2 separate regions of the Capsicum annuum genome follow, and region 2 is linked to region 1. Evidence: chromatin contacts called from public Hi-C data. All regions are on one chromosome and are shown on one strand. Each heading gives the region's core, a stretch centred on a gene start, on an enhancer-like site or on the middle of the called end of the contact. The rest is flanking DNA. Distances are from core to core; before and after follow the strand shown. Region 1 holds the start of LOC107863844 (auxin-induced protein 22D). Region 2 has its middle 61 kb from the start of LOC124897380.

Region 1 (2,911 bases), core at 165-2,664:
ACTACTATCATAGGCTGTGCTGATTATTTATTAACAGGTATGTTTCCTAATTCCTAAGGAAAGCAGAACATCATAAAGGATTAAAGGAAGGATGCATGTCCAATGTCCAAGTTTCATCTTCGTTGTGTGTCATACCGAAATCATTTTCTCTATTTCCTTGAAATGGTTTTGTTTGGCAAATTGAAGGACAAAGGCACAGATACAGCAGTCAAGTGGGCTGCTTTTAACTAATGAAGGCTAAAACTAGAACATGGTTGATACATAAAAACACCTCAAAAGAGTTGGGTAATCGAAAGGGGAAGGATTCAATCCTGGGGAAGAATTGGGTAGTGACAAAGAACTATTGGAAACATGAATCAGATAAAGAATGGATGTTTTGCCCTCTTGGCCATTTTAAGACTTGGAAATTGCAGAATCCGTTTCCAAAGTATGGAGGAGGGAAAAAAAAAGAAAAAGAAAAAGGGAAAGGGAAAGGGAAAGAAAATATATACATATATATATATATATAAAGAATAATAATTAATTTTTTTATATAAAAATATAATATTACATGGAAATTACGTGGCATTACATGGCAAGTGGTGTTGCTCACTTTCCATTACACATCTGGGAATCAGTTTTCAGGGGGTAATTATTCCACTTTAAAATAGCTCAGGGATGTGATAGGACCTCCGCAAAGTAAAAGTGTGTAGTTGAGATTTGGGTTAAAGGTTGGGGGGGCTTGTGGCCATTTTCTCTATTTAATAAGATGAAAGCTATTGAATGGTGATCGGCTTGTGGGAGTGAATAGTGTCGACAAGAGCTCGAAAGATTGTGCACTGATTTCATTTTTTTTTCCTTTTATCTTTTAATGATTAAGGCCATAAGAATGATGTTTCATTATTTATCTTTTTGTATGTTCTCCCTATAATTTCTCTTTATTTTTTATGTTATATGAATTTTTAATTATAGGAAGCTTATAAATTTCTTTTCGTTAAAATAGTAACTTATGATGTTATTGAAAGTTTGTTAACGGCTAATCGAAAGTTTTCCTCTATTCAATGACTTATATGTCCGAGTGTGTGTATAGGAGAGAGAGATTGTAAATACCTCTTCTATTTAATTTATATTTAAAACTTATTGATGTTTTATGGACTTTTATCTTATTGATGTTTTATGAGCTTTTATAATAGTACGAAGTGCGGACAATTTCACTAGTTATAAATAATACGGAACAAAATTTACGCATGTAATCACGCAACATGTGAATCTCTATATATCTATATCTTATACACAATACCCTAACCTAGTTCATGTAACGTAACGCTAGTCATGTTTCCATTTGATCAAACTAATTCATTAATCATTAGGACTATAATCTTAAAATTAAAAAAGGCAGTTTGATGCACTAAATTCTCGCTGCTTGGGGAAGACTCGAAGTACAAGTGTTTATTGTAGGTAGCGAGAGACTGTTTCTACAATTTGACTGGGTGACTTTCTGGTCACATAACAACAACTTTAAGCGTCGATTTTCCGGACCACAGCTTTGAATACTGGCGTGTGGAGTGTCCCTCTTGTGTTCCCTCATCACACATCAAGCAACCCAAAATTGCCGGTCATATGATGGACATCAGTAGCTGTTGCATGAAAATTTGTGTTCCAACTAACGTAACCTGTGTCCAAAATTCGCAATGAACGTGCGTAATCAACACATTGTCTGTTTAACTGGCTGCAACTAAGCGCGTATTGACAAAGAGGCGTGGGCAAGTCATTTTCCCATGCTATGAAATTCATGCACATACAGAATAACTCACCTAGATATTGTCTAGCCTTACTCTTCATATAAAATTATCAATCCCCCCTTCCTCATTATTCATCATTCACAACTTGCAATTTGCAAAACAACTAATAACTCTTCATTACCAGAAGTACTCTGCAATTTCCTTAAGTGTATCACTAATCGGTTAACATACAGCAGACCGCTCAAGAACTACAGGAGGAAAATAAATTGTTTGGAGATGGAAAGACGAAGAGCGATTTACGAGAAGGATCTGAATCTTGAGGCAACTGAATTAAGATTAGGTTTGCCTGGACTAGATGAATCAGAGAAACAATCTTCTACCTCAAATAGTGCTAAAAATAGCAAAAAAAGACCTTTATCGGAGATGGATGATAATAACTCATCTTGTGTAACCGAAAATGAACAACAAGAGTACGCTCCTCCTGCACCAAAGTAAGTGTTGTTGAACTATTTTTACATTTTTTTGCTCTTTTTCTTGGTTGATTTGAATATTGTTATATAGATCGGGTTTTAACAAGATTTTTTTTTTAATAATTTCAGAGCACAAGTTGTTGGTTGGCCACCAGTTCGATCTTACAGGAAGAATATCGTACAAGCCAAGAAACCAGAATCTGATACTTCTTTAGGGATGTACTTAAAAGTTAGTATGGATGGAGCACCTTATTTGAGAAAAATTGACCTTAAGATTTACAAAAGCTACCCAGAGCTACTCAAGGCTTTACAAAACATGTTCAAGTGCACTATTGGTAAGTTTCAGTAATTTCGTTACACATGCAGTGTATATAATATAAATTAAATAGTACTTCGATATGTTTGTTTGTGTTAGATCCGAAAATCTTATGTTTTGTGTTGAATAACTTCAGGGGTATATTCAGAAAGAGAAGGATACAATGGATCTGATTATGCACCAACTTATGAAGACAAAGATGGTGATTGGATGCTAGTTGGAGATGTACCATGGGAGATGTTCATCAATTCATGCAGAAGGCTTAGAATAATGAAAGGATCTGAAGCAAAAGGTTTAGCATGCCTATAGGACAAGGCTTAAAAAAAGGAGTTATATGTGTTGCTGGACTCTTTGCCATGAGGTTCATGAAAGTACCCTTATAATTATAAAGCAGAAGCTTATAA
Region 2 (2,911 bases), core at 201-2,700, 130 kb before region 1:
TATTATTTTATTATTGAACTCCTAAGTTTCTAAATAAATGCAGTACATATAAACTTATTTCTAACAATTTTAATTGTAATTTTTGGTGAATACCGTTAGATTTAATAGAGCAGTTAGAAGTTGAAAGAAGATTGTACTCACTAAGTTTTATAGTTGAAAGGTTATCGATATTTCGTCTTGTTAACTAATAAAGATCATTTAAATTCAACGTTCAAACTTAAGGGACTTTTGTGATCATTTTTCCCTTATCTTTTGAGTCACTTTTAGCGATTATTGATTTTTAAGAAAAATGCATAAAGTTCGATGATATTATTGGAACAAAAAAAAGATAAATGACTTTATTGAAATATTTTTCTTAGTTGAGTGATAATATGAGGAATTTACTCAATTTAACAAATACTCCATTTGTTTCAAACTATCCATCCCAAATTGAGATAAAATTAAGAAAAATAATTAATGACATGGCTAGTTTATCATAATGCCCCTATTAAATGATGTTTATATTTTAATTTAAAGAAAAATTAATTAATGCAAAGGGTAAAATATGAAAAAATAATTATGTCTCTTCTTGATTAATAAAAAATGACAAGTAAAATGGAAAATTAAATAAAAAAATTTGAAACGGATAAGTTGAGACGGAGTGAATATTTAACTATAAGACCGTATAATTAAAGAGACTAAGTTTATAATCCACATTTAATATGGATTGGAGGGCAAAATATAATATGGGGAACATTAAGAAATGAGACAAATCTTGTTGTAGTATTATGTTAAAAATAAATATTAAATCTACTCAATCATAAAAATTCTATTAGATGAAAATTGTTCAAAATTATATTAAAAAAAAACAAATATCACATTACCAAAACAGCCTCCGAACTTGTCCCGATAACTTACTTTAATATTTAAACTTTATGGATAATTATTTACCCCTCTAAATCTTTTTGAAGTGATTATATACCACCTTAAAAATACAACATCACTCTCACTACGGATAGTGTATTACACTTGCGCCACATTAGCGCCACGTCAAAATTTATTTTAATAAAAATGACTCCACTAATTTATTTATTATACAATATTACCCCCTCCCCTCCGCCCACCCCGCCCCTATCCCTTTCTTCTTCAATCCCCACCACCCCTTTCTTCTTCCACCCCCATCCCCGCCCCTGGCAGCCCGTACCCCACCCCAGAATCCATAAAAATAAATTACAAAACAAAGCTTACAAAATTCAAACCAAACATTCAAATTCAAGTTCGAAATTCAAATTTATGGATTAAACTAAACATTCAAATTTATCTTTATGGATTATGAAATTCGTAATCCATAAAGATCAAGTTGCTACTTCAAATCAAAACTTGCATCCAATCCAAACATCCAAATTTGTTTGTTGATTCAAATCAAAACTTTCATCAACAATCAATTTTTTTATACACATTTTTTTCTTATAAAATTGATGAAATCTAATAAAAATGGAGATAGTGGATTTGAAGAAGGAGAAAAGGGATTGAGTGGGGTGGGTTAGGGGCGAAGGTATAAGAAAAAAATAAAAGAAAGGAGTGCGAGGGGTGCGGGGATGTGGGGTGAGGGGTGGGTGGCATTAGAGAAGAAAGGGTGTGATTTAGATATATAGGATAAGAAAGGGTGTAATTTGGATATATAGGAGAAAAAAGGGTGTGATTTGAATATATATATTATAGAAAAGTGAGATCATTTTTTAAAAAAAAATAAATCACGCATTTTTTATTTTTTTTTTTAAAATGTCACGTCAGAATTAGGATTTAAATTAATTCATTTTAAAAATGTTAAGGGGATAAATAAATAACAGATAAGTTTAAGTGTTAAAATAAGTTGGGTAGATAAATTTGAAGGGTTTTAATGCATTTCTCTTGACAAAACCAATACAAGGCAACTAAACATACATTGAATCACGACATGTATCCATTGCTCATACGATGAATACGCATATGGATGGAGGAGAGGATAGCAACTAGCAAAAAGGATAAGTAAAAATTTTGACATAATAAATTAAAGAGTTAATACGTAAAAATGACTCTAAACTTGACATTAAATTATAACTTTGACTTAAAATTTTGACAGTGCACAAATATGACCTTTAAACTGTACAAATATGACCTCTAATCCTACGTGAAAAAACGCGTATTCAACACGCAAAACTGAGCGCATCCAGCTTAAAATCTAAGGGCATAATACATAAATATGACCTTAAACTTTGACAGTGCATAAATATGAACTTTAACTATTCAAAACTGCACAAATATGACCTTTAAATGACTCTTCACTATTATTTTTTCATTATTTCGGCTCAAAGATGAAAATGACATCTAATTTCTTTTGTCATTGCGGAAAAAGAGCAATATTGAAGATTTATAAATTAGGCGGATTAGCCTCATACGAAAAAATCAAGCGGATATGTATATATATTACTAAAACAGAGGATGAATTTAAGTTATTTAATATATCTAAATATTATTTATTTAAATATTAAATTAAAGATGAACCTATACTAATAATAATAAAAATTATAGTTTTAATAAAACGTTATTAAGGATAGTAGTAGTAGTATATTAAATTAACGTTATCAAATTAACATAATTAAAATTTTATTAAATTAACATTATTAAATTAACGAGGGGCGGACCTACGTGGTTGCCATGGGATTCACCCGAACCCTTTCGGTAAAAAATGACGTTGTATATATATAAGATAGAAAATGTATATTTATATACGTATATTAATGTTGAACCGCATAAAACAAGACACTTAGATAGCCCAGTGGTGTTATTTACTCTTCTTGGGCACTTCCTTCAGCCTGTTGTGCGGGTTCGATCCTTGCTAGTGACTGTTTTTTTTTAATTAACAAAAGCTAGGTGTTGCTGCTATAGAAAT

The links. Hi-C and Micro-C count contacts between places; a contact is called where the count stands out from the background.
Region 2: a contact with region 1 is called in a Hi-C map of leaf, with 2.6 times the contacts expected there. The contact joins the enhancer-like site here to the promoter of LOC107863844 in region 1. A contact is called at or near these places in 3 of 5 Hi-C or Micro-C datasets (bud, leaf and placenta).

What each region holds. Positions count from the first base shown.
Region 1 is chr3:53,339,550-53,342,460 of UCD10Xv1.1, reverse strand. LOC107863844 (auxin-induced protein 22D) reads left to right here and starts at 1,414. Exons shown (of 3, transcript XM_016710004.2): 1 at 1,414-2,212; 2 at 2,321-2,526; 3 at 2,644-2,911. The coding sequence starts at 1,998. The coding sequence ends at 2,816.
Region 2 is chr3:53,468,675-53,471,585 of UCD10Xv1.1, reverse strand. No RefSeq gene overlaps it. Among protein-coding and RNA genes, the nearest start is that of LOC124897380, 61 kb to the left of the region's middle. Within about 2 kb of position 1,450, at least 4 of the 5 cell types and tissues checked have an H3K27ac peak or open chromatin away from gene starts, as enhancers often do. A contact at or near this core is called in bud and leaf, where this site is marked.